Regions from separate parts of the Sus scrofa genome. Here region 1 is linked to region 2. Evidence: chromatin contacts called from public HiChIP or PLAC-seq data. All regions are on one chromosome and are shown on one strand. Each heading gives the region's core, a stretch centred on a gene start, on an enhancer-like site or on the middle of the called end of the contact. The rest is flanking DNA. Distances are from core to core; before and after follow the strand shown. Region 1 overlaps FNDC3B (fibronectin type III domain-containing protein 3B). Region 2 overlaps TMEM212 (transmembrane protein 212).

Region 1 (5,285 bases), core at 493-2,992, 220 kb after region 2:
AAGGATGTGGCGTTGCCGTGAGCTATGGTGTAGGTTGCAGACGCGGCTCAGATCTGGGGTTGCTGTGGTCTGGCGTAGGCCCGTGGCTACGGCTCTGATTGGACCCCTAGCCTGGGAACCTCCATATGCTGTGGGAGCGGCCCTAGAAAAGGCAAAAAGACACACACACAAAAAAAAAAGAAAAAAAGATACCCATTTATCTTCCCAAAATTTCATTTGAATTGCAGAATGGAAGCAAAAAGTTAAAACTTACAAGTTCCTTTTTTTTTTTTTTTTTTTATTAAATGAATTGTAATTCTTATTGGATCTCAGACTGCATTAATTTTTATACACTTCCCTGGGATAGTTTGGAATAGGTCAGAAGCCACATCAGGGTGTATGTAACAGGGAGCCTCATTGCCGGCGTAGATCTAACTCAAGGAGTTAATCTCCTCATTTGGTGCTGATGGTTATGCTTTGTTCCTTTTGGTGCCGGTGCCGTTACATTTCTTTTTCTCTTTTTCTCTTGTCATCTGAAACTAATTTGTGTACTGTACTGCTAACTCACATCTTGAATTAATGTAAGGAAATTTGGGTCATCGGCCCATGGAGTGAGGACCAGGACATTTTGTTACTAATTTGAAGGCCAGGTCCACAGACTTAAAACTCTCCCAGCAGTGATTAGGAGTTTGGTTTTTTCAAGTTAGAAATTCTTCCTAGTGTATAATTGCTTTCTCTGGCCTTTGGAAATGGATCTGTGGTTCTCTCCTGAGAATCAGATATTTTATGAAATTGGCTGTATGTTTCTTAGTATAGGCTGGGGCCAAAATACCATGGAAAACCTTTTTAGACTTGGAGTGGGGGAAGCAAAATAAAAGGAAAAAGTAATAACCCAGTTGCCTAGAGTGATATAAAAACTGAAGACCCTTTGTAATATTCTTTTAAAATAAGTTGTTCTTTAAAAGCTATGGGGGTGTATTTGGACAGAATTAAATGTCTTACTAACGGTGAGGATCTATTTTTCCAAGTGCCCAGCCCCCACCCCTGCATTAGCATAGAAATTTTTTGGTAAAGCTGGGCCTAGCAGGTAAGGAAGGTAACAAACACTTGCTCCCAGGAGAGAGGCAAGTTAACCACAAGTGCTCACATGGCATCCCTTCCCTGTCAATCAAAAGAATAGAACTGGCTGGGCATGAAGCACTTGTGGTTTTAGTGTTAGGATGTGTGGTTAGGGGGAGGGGTTGTGGGGGCCTGTGGTTGTCACCAAATTCTTTGAAATGGAAGTATGGGTAAGAATAAAGAGAATAGGAGTGAAACCTTGGTGCTCAATGTGGAAAAAAAAGTTCAGAGGATTAAAAAATTGCATTGTAGTAGAGATCACCTGTTTTTATTGGTTTGTTCTGATGAGTTTTGCAGTACATTCTTTATTTGTAAAGGGTAGTGGTCTCAAGAATGGGTTCATTGCAAGAACTCTGCTGTGTAGGAGGACAGTGTAGATGTTCCTCCTTGGATAAAATGTACTTGAGCTCTGTGGTAGCTTTGGCCAGCTCAGATACACATCTGTCTTGGGGAGAAGGAACCCAGACCGGGATAATGAGGGTTTTGTTGGGGTGATTTCTCATGAGGCTTTCTGACTGACATGAAAAACAGTTACAGCTCAGTTATGCAGAGATCACACATCTGGCTCACTCAGCTTTCCTCAGAGCTTCCCTCAGATAGTCAGTAAGTGGTAAAGGAAGATGGCGCAAGGCACAGAGGGGAGCTTCTCAGACCCCCAGAGACTGCTCCACTGTGTGTATATAACCAACAGCCTTGCTCCCAGCCAAAGGAAGATGTCAGGCAGCAAATTCTCAGATTTAAGGGGGTGTGGTTTGTGGTTCAGCCTAATGAGGAAGAGAGAAAAAAATAAAATGAAACAAACATAGAATTTAAACATGAGACCTCAAAGTAGGGGTGATTTCTCTAGGTTTATAAAGTCAAAATGCTTTACTAACTCCCTAGTACAGCACCTTGTCTTGTGACTGAACACAGATTGTAAACAGTGACCCTGTATCCCTAAGAAGAAACAAAGTTCTGGTCAGTCTGCTCTGTAGTAAAATAAGAACATGTGTCATTCCATCCACAGTTATTACAACGTTCTGGTCAGTCTGCTCTGTAGTGAAATAAGAGCATGTGTCATTCCATCCAGTTTGGGCCTTAAAGTTAACTGTTTGGATAGTAAGCCTTCCACATTCATTGCTTCATTTAAAAAAGTCCTGTCGGCTTTCTTAAGCACATCACATTCTCCAGGTCTCCCCTCAGAGCAGTGGGGCTGAGGCACACTTGTTTAAGTTGACTTACCCACCAAAACCCAAGACTCACTTTTGGGGGAGCTGTCACTGTTAAATGATTGAAGACTGGCAAGCCCTCCTAAGTCTCTTAGCCTGACTTAACCCTCTTTAACTGTCAATGTTTAGGGCCAAGTGGTCTTCCCAATGTATAACCTGAACATTTGTCTCTCTGTTTGTATTGGGAAAAGTCATTACCTCTCTCCTCCCACCCCCATCACTAGGGAATAACCAAAAATATCGGAATAACCATAGTACATACTACTTTGTACCCTGAGGTTCATGTTTTGCATCAATGGTTTTCATTCTTTTTCCTGCCTTTTCCCTTGTCTTTTCTACAGTCCACGGCACAAAATTGTTTCTGCTCTATGATAATTTAAGGACTGGTTGGCAGGCAGTTGCCTTGTTAAATAGCTGGGCATTATCGTTTCTAAAGAAAATTTATTGCTTTTTCTTTGTTCCTTGAATTCCAGGTAAATAAGTGAACATATCCTATATATGTGCATGGAGTGGAGAAAGGGGTATTTAAACATTGTTGGCTTTGTGAACCACCACCTCTAGATCAATCTCTTACCTTGTATTCTAGGTAGGATAATATCTGACTTTCCTTTGGTGAAACTCTTAGGGATTAGAAAACAGGCCTTGGATTTTTAACAAGCTGGTGGCCTAAGGAAAAGAGAATTAGCAACTTTGGTTATGAAAAGTGAGATGCTTTGGCACAGTTTATTTATTCTTCCATTTTTCTTCATAATTAAAGATGTAGTTGTTGGGTGGTTGAGTTATGTACTAGGAGTGTGTAAGTTCCCACTGTTTGCTGTCTAAGGAGTGATTGTACATACAGTTGACTTTAACGCACAGTTTCACCTGTCTTCCTCTCCCTTGCTCCCCTCTCAGTGATCTGCAGTAACCACTGCAAATCTGTGAGGTGGATAATCCATCGTCTAGTAGAAAAAAATGGAGGAGTCAGGCATTGTTTACTGCATGGAACAGCTTCACTACCCAAAGTTGCCTGTATGTTTTTTCAAAGGCAAATGCAATTATCTCTTTGTGCCAGTGGACTTGGTGTCTTTGGGGAGCCTCTGTGTGGACTCCCACACATTATCATCCTACATCTATAAGACTTCTATGGTACTGGCAGTCTATCCTTTTATCCTATACTGGAAGAACCTAGAAGTTAACTCCTTACTTTGGACTTCATACCTGTGCTTAAGAGTACTGCCTAGTGGGGCTGGATTGCTACGTTTTGATGATAGCAAGTCCCACTGTTCACTATGACACCAGCCAGAAGTTTTCTTCAATTGGAATTATCAGTGTTACATATAATGTTAGTGTTGATACATTCTTGGGTATTAGCAATGGGTGACCAGGAGTGCCTGAATTTCTGCTAGATCACAATTATGACCTCCTACCAGTGCCTGCACGTGCAGGATGAAAAGAGTTCAAGTTCCATCCTTGTGCTTTTCTACGAGATGACCAGGACTGGCCCTGTGGGAGAGGGCTTTGGTGCTTGCTACTTGAGCAGAGGCGAGAGGAGAGGACAGAGCTTCACCAGCAAGTGGCTTGGGACTCTTCCCTGGGGAGGAGTGAGGAAAAGGTGGAAGTGAGCATGGAGTGCTTCTTTCCATGGAAGTTTTATCCTCAGATCCCTTATGTAAATCAGTGCCCTGTTTTTCTAACCTGCATTGTTGAAGGACCATTAAAACATTATGCTTAGGAAATAAGTCTGTGTCTTATCATCAGTCTGAGGAAAAGTAGCCATCCTTTCCTCATACTCTAGTAGGGGGTCAAGTATATTTGAAATAAAATTGAAATGGACATTAGTATTCCATTAGTAGTACTACTTGAAATCCAACAGTTGATGTCATGATAGTGAAAATTATCTTGGTTAATTTTATTGTGGAAGAATCTCTTTCCTACATCAGGATAAACTATTGGACTTTGGGTTTTGTACCTTTATTTGCTTAGGAACTGAGTAATTGCCTCATAAAACAGCATGATGGTACTGTTAACACTGAATTATAAGACCTGTTATTAAAGAATGTGCTTCCCTTGTTGGGACAAGACTTCGTTGTTTGGCACTTAAAATAATTAGTTTCTCCAAATGGGGTTATAATGAATAGTGTAAAATTTTACTGATTTAAATAAAAAAGTTTATAATGTCTTGGGTGGCTTTTATGCATCATTTGATACTTCCAGGAAAGGAGTTTATAATGATAAGAAATAGTTTACTTCTGTCACACCTGGGACAAATTAGAGCTAATCATGAAAGGATTTGCCCCCTTTTTGCCTCATTGGGATATTGAATAATAAAGGATTAATTTACCTACTTTTGAATTGGAAATTTGGGAGAACTTTATTATGAATAAGAAAAAATTTATTGGAGTTCCCATTGTGGCTCAGCGGAAACGAATCTGACTAGGAACTATGAGGTTGAGGGTTCGATCCCTGACCTCACTCAATGGGTTAAGGATCCAGTGTTGCCATGAGCTGTGGTGTAGGTTGCAGATGTGGCTCGGGTCTGCCGTGGCTGTGGCTGTGGCCTGCAGCAATTACTCTGATTCGACCTCTAGCCTGGGAACTTCCATATGCCGTGGGTGTGGCCCTAAAAGGACAAAAGACAAAAAGAAAAAAAAAAAAGAAAGAAAAAATTTATTTATTTGTCTTTTAGGGCCAACCTGTGGCATATGGAGGTTCCCAGGCTAGAGGTCCAGTCGGAGCTGTAGCCTCCAGCCTATACCAGAGCCACAGCAACGTGGGATCTGAGCCACATCTGCAACCTACACCACAGCTCACAGCAACGCTGGATCCTTAACCCACTGACGAGGCCAGGGATTGAAACTGCGTCCTCATGGATGCTAGTCGGGTTCGTTAACTGCTGAGTCACAATGGGAACTCTGAATAAGAAAAATTTAAAATGGACTCTATGGATGTTTATTTCTGAGCTGACTTAAAATGTCTGCGTGTATTTGTTTATTCTTC
Region 2 (5,714 bases), core at 1,300-3,799:
AGGAAACTTTTCCTCAGCCTTTCTTCATTGCCATTACCAAAAGGACTCTAAATCTGTAAAGCACAGTCAAAATTTTGAATAGTGGCCATAGTGAGAAGAGTCTCCTGCAAGGAGACGATGGCTCTCCCTCCTGACCTCTCTACAGCTTGTCTTTGCACTTAAGACAGTTTAATTAATTAGAAGGCACCTGAGTAGAGACACTTTAGACCAACTTTTAGTTTAAATGTCCCAAGATTGTTATGCCCCTGACAGCTCAGCCATTCCCAAGAAGCAACCCCAGTCAGCTGCTGAGTGGCTCTAAACGTAAGATGTCTTTTTTTGTCTTAGCCAGAGACCTGCTTCTTATAGCCTCTGTGTCTTGGTCCTACATCTGTAGCCCTTGAGAACCCAGTGTGGTTGTTCTCAAATGTTGCTCCAAGATCAGCAGCATCAGCATCAGCTGGGAACTTGTAAGAACCAAGACTCTGGGATTGGGTCCCCATCTCCCATCAGTTTTAGGAAACCATCGGCCATGTGCTCCTGATGCCCAGTTTGAGAAGCACGGGTGTAGAGTAGCAGAAAGTGGGTGCAACTTTGGAATGAAAAGTACCTGGATTCAGATCCTGGCCCTCTGTCATTTTAGGCAATAGCCTCCATTTCAAATGGAGGTGATAGGTGCAGCTAATGCTTGGACTCACTGAGAGAATTCAATGATACATATGGGTAAGCACACAGAGGGAAATCTAAGGCACCCTAAGCACTCAAAATTAGTGTCTAGTGATATTGATTCATTCTACACATTTATTAGATACCTTTGAATATGAGTCTACATAAAGTCCATTATTTTGAAAGTACAGAAAATTTTAGACATAACATCTTAGACATAACAGTGTTAAATAACTTCATTTTACAAATGAAAAGCATAACATTCAGAGAGGCTAAGCGACATGTTGAAGGACACATGGCTCCTTCAGCAATTGCTGGTGTCTGGAAGCCCTTTAGGTGCCTCCCAGTGTTCAGCTCTTCAATCGGCACACATTTATCTGTCACTTAATGCAACAATAAAATATCTATTCCTGGGCCTGATGATTATACAAGGAGGGACTTCAAATTTATCAACGAACTGTCTGAATTAATTTAGTACTAATTGAATATTCCCAGCCAGATCTAGGCACTGTAGCTATTTATTTACTTATATTTTGCTTTCTTATTTATATCCTATTCTGTTCTGAAAGGATTTAAGATCACTCCAGAGCATTTTATCAACAGTTGGAGTTCCAGCCCCTGTAACTCTAAATGTTAGACCAGTAAACCTCCAATAGTTGCTTGAACTTTTGCAAGAGGTTCTCAGCAAACGGTACACAATTCTGAGGATCCAAAACAGATGTATAAGAGAAATAGATCAATACTAAGTGCTTTGGGTTAACTGGAATCCGAGGTATAACCTGTTAATCTGATATCAAGACACATGTGGGTTATTTCTTGCTCTCGCATTGACAAAGAGATGGGTAGACATGATGTTATGCCCTTGCCTGGGAAAACTAAATACTCACTGTCACATAACCCCCAAAAGTCTGCTTTACAGATTGGAAATAATGAGGCACCTTTACTTTAAACAGCCTGTTTCCAGTTTTGTAGGGCTGTTGATATTACTGGCCTAGTGACAGATGCCAAGGCGGGAAAATAGGCTCAGTTACTTCTGACTCTTTGAATGTGGACACATCAGCTTGTGGGAAGGAAACTATTTAAAATGGGGCTTAGGGAAAGAAAAAAAAAATCCCCTTTCCCCATATGAGATTCTTCCACAGTGTTGTCATGCAATCTTGAAAACCTCCATACAGCAGATCACTCTCATTGGATATATGCAAATTTTCTGGGACCCAGTGGTTTCCTGCCAGGGAAAAACTTATAATAACAGAGCAAGAATGCAATCTGAGCCCTTGTTCTCTGAAACCCCTGAAAGAACAGAGTCGTTCTTGACAGCGCAATTTCAGCCCTTGACATTCCAGGAAATAGCTTAATAATGTCATTTAGGCTGGGGTTGTAACCAGTCCTAAGATATAGGGACACAAATGCTGTATGTAAAATCTTAAATATCAAGGACCATTGCGCATTTTCACACAGAGTTTAACAGTGAAGACCACCACCACAAAACAAAAACTGAGCAAGGTTTCCTAATTAAATTTTAACATTGTCACCACTAATTAAATCCCATATAGGAAAAGGAAAGTTTTCTGCCAAGAAATAATACAGACATATCCTGAAGACTATTTCCTTTCCATTTACTTTCCTAAATACTGTGCCCATGCCATATTCAGAATATGACACCCAAACAAAACTCTATGTTAATCATTAATATATATGAAGAAGCTACCCCCACCCTGGAGTCTTAGAAGCCTAAATGAGACACATTGGCCTTTACAGTCAATGTGTTTCATTTTTTCTGGGTGCAGTACCAAAAAAGGGTACAAGATTCAGGTTAAAAGTCAGGAAATGGATCAGGGCCCCACGCTATGACATCATTTTCTTGCAATGCAATGAAGCAATGACATTTCCTGCAGGAAAAATGATTAGAGCTGACAAGCAGCCTTAGTTAGCTGCAGTGTTTGCAGTGGAAGGTGTCAGGCCTGCCTTGCTCCAATTCCTGCCACCCTCCCTCCTCTTCCTTGGCTGGGGCTTCCCAGAGTTCAGGGACAGAGAGACCCAGGCTACTTCCATTTAGTGATCCTTATGTATTTAAAATAAAAATTTGCTGAAATGTCATTACGAAAATTGTGGAATTTTTTAGTTGGTAGAGCATTAACTAATTTAGACCCAAAGATATAATGTTTCCACTTACAAAAGGATTTCCAGATTTATTTTTCAAGCTGACATATAGGCAGAGCCTCCAGGGGTGATTGTGCAGATTGGCCAAAGGCAGAGAGTGGATTCAAAACTGGCTCACTCTCTGATGGCCAAACCTTGCTTACTGTTGCAGGGTTAGATCTGTCTTTTCTGGATTCACACAAAAGCCTCACAACCTGTGATAGATGGTCTTGGAATGGAACACAGTTGGAAGCTGAATGATGAACCAGTCTTCTGCTTTAAATCCTGGGTGTCTCTGTAACTGTAGGCATAATGTCTTCAGGGCGTCTCTAGAAGTGTGAATTTGAGGATATACCTACATGTAAAGTTCTGGGCCAAATCTGCCTCCTGGCAGGGTCACCCCAGCTCATAAGGGGCCCTTTTGGAATTTAGGGACAGGTGCTTTCAGTGAGCCAACACAGATGGTAAGAGGCACCTGGCTTGGCTAGTAAGTGTCTGGGGAAACGTTTCAGCCTGGCCAGGTGCTCTGTATGCAATCTACGTAACTATAGTGGGCCTATTGCTCCCTATGTGGTAGACCTCGTCCTGGACTCAACATATAGAAAGAACTGCTCCAGTCCTTAAGACCATTTTTTTTGGCGGGGGGGGGCTTTTTAGGGCTGAACCCACAGCATGTGAAGGTTCCCAGGCTAGAGGTCCATGCAGAGCTGTAGCTGCTGGCCTATGCCACAGCCATAGCAATGCAAGATCTGAGCCGTGTCTGTGACCTACACCACGGCTCACGGCAGCTCTGGATCCTTAACCCACTGAGTGAGGCCAGGAATCAAACCTGCATCCTCATGGATGCTAGACATGTTTGTTAACCACTGAGTCACAACGAGAACTCCCCTTAAGACCAATTTTGAGACCTGAATCAAGGCAAGAATTATTATTACTTTTTTGTCTTTTTTTTTTTCTTTTTGTCTTTTTAGAGCCATGGATGAGGTATATGGAGGTTCCCAGGCTAGGGATCTAATGCGAGTTGTAGCTGCCAGCCTACACCACAGCCACAGCAACTCAGGATCCAAACTGCATCTGTGGTCTACACCACAGCTCACAGCAATGCCAGATCTTTAACCCACTGAGTGAGACTAGGGATGGAACACACAATCCATGGTTCCTAGTCAGATTCATTTCCACTGCACCACAATGGGAACTCCAAGGCAAGAATTATTTAAGAGTGCAGGCCTACTCTCAGGGACTCCACATTAAATCACATTTGCTTCTCCACTTGCGGCCTGTGACTCAGTTTCAATAACTGGGTTCCCACCTCGTACGTTGGTTCTGAGGGCTGATTGCCTGATGAGTACTGCCTGGGAACAAGTCTCTGTTCCCTCAATTTACCACTCCCAGGCCCCTTCTAGAAACAGTGAAGCAAGGGGGGCTAGTGTTATTATCGTCTGTCATTTTTCTTCCACTTGTATCCCTACTTGAATCCTCCTGGGGGAGTTAGTGGAATCTGCCAAACAAAGACTGCAGATAGGACAGAGGAAAACAGCTTCCTGATGCTTCTTTTGTCCATTTTGAAACAAAATTAATACTAAGTCACTTTTATGTCCATGAAGGAGAGTGAGCAATAGTGACAAGTTTCTACTACCAAAAAAAAAAAAAAAAAAAAAACAAACACTTGGGATTTCAGAAATGAAAAGTCCTAGAACTGGGATGGAGTTCTATAGGAGAAGCAAGATTTGTAGATATTATGCTAGGCTTGTCAATAGATTTAAGCTCTCGATGGCTGTTGAGTGGATAGATGTCGGGGATGCTCAGAGACACGGTTTATACAGCATCATATCTATAAATCATCACATGGTAACTGGGTAGACCTTGTAGTCACAAATATGCTATCTCTGGAAAAATCTGCAAATATCTGCAGGGCTTATACATTTCCCCAGGATGAGTCAAAACAAGCATAGTTGTCACACCTTTCTTTCATTATCCTGTGGGTGTTCTCTCAAATGTGTGGGTCTTCATAAATGAGTCACTGTTTCCAAAGTCTGTCAAAAGTATTAGTGGTTACAAGCCTAGGAAGCATAACAAGCCTAGAAAGAGGTATGGAGCTTTAAATTATGGGCAAGAATGTAAAATGTCCAAAGTTACTGGGGTTTTATTACTCTGTCAAATTTGCATTCTTATACTATCTAATCATTCCCTTTTAAGGACTCATTATTTCTTATAGTTCAAACTATGAAGAATAAAAAGCAATTTAATTTACATTTGGTGTATTTGTATAGTCACCAGATCTGGAGCCGGTATTTTTCACCATGTGAGTAATACTTCTGCTTGCCCATACATGTTGAAAGTGTCATTTAACTTAAATACACAGATCAGGCTTGTTTAAGACTCAACCCTTTCACCTTGCTCTAGGCAGGGAAAAAGATCAAAGCTTCCTGTATTTTTTAAAGATGACCCTTTCTTTGTTCTGAACACGTCTCACATCTCCTGTTTGTAGAAGCTTCTGCATGAGCTGAATTGTTTTTCTTTTCTGTAAATCTACTTCTCATAAACAAGACCCTTCATTGCCCTTTGGCATCATAGAAAAAGGAATTTACCCATTGCATAGATTCTTTATGATGGCTTTTAAATTCATAGTACTAAAACAGGTATTTTTAGTACAAAAAGTTGTCAGAATTGGTAGGTGAAAAATGGTGTTTGTAATTAATATACTCTAATGATACGACTGATAGAAAACAGTGAAAAAACTCACCTGCTAGCAGCATTGCCTTAAAATAACCAAATAACAGAAAGGTCTTATGTATTTTATTTTTCCTTTTTTTTTTTTTTTTTTTTTGTTTGTTTGTCTCTTTGTATTTTAGGACCGCATTGGCAGCATACAGAGGTTTCCAGGGTAGGAGTCCAATTGGAGCTGTAGCCACTGACCTATGCCAGAGCCA

What was found. HiChIP or PLAC-seq counts read pairs in DNA pulled down with a chosen protein or histone mark.
Region 1: a contact with region 2 is called in an H3K27ac HiChIP or PLAC-seq map of alveolar macrophages. The contact joins two enhancer-like sites. A contact is called at or near these places in 1 of 47 Hi-C or Micro-C datasets (embryonic fibroblasts) and 1 of 2 datasets of contacts at active chromatin or transcription factors (alveolar macrophages).

Annotation. Positions count from the first base shown.
Region 1 is chr13:110,650,884-110,656,168 of Sscrofa11.1, forward strand. All of the region lies in intron 1 of FNDC3B (fibronectin type III domain-containing protein 3B), which reads left to right. Among named protein-coding and RNA genes, the nearest start is that of FNDC3B, 66 kb to the left of the region's middle. Within about 2 kb of position 1,743, at least 12 of the 83 cell types and tissues checked have an H3K27ac peak or open chromatin away from gene starts, as enhancers often do. A contact at or near this core is called in alveolar macrophages, where this site is marked.
Region 2 is chr13:110,434,357-110,440,070 of Sscrofa11.1, forward strand. It overlaps TMEM212 (transmembrane protein 212), which reads left to right. Exons shown (of 4, transcript XM_003132532.3): 4 at 1. Among named protein-coding and RNA genes, the nearest start is that of TMEM212, 23 kb to the left of the region's middle. Within about 2 kb of position 2,550, at least 10 of the 83 cell types and tissues checked have an H3K27ac peak or open chromatin away from gene starts, as enhancers often do. A contact at or near this core is called in alveolar macrophages, where this site is marked.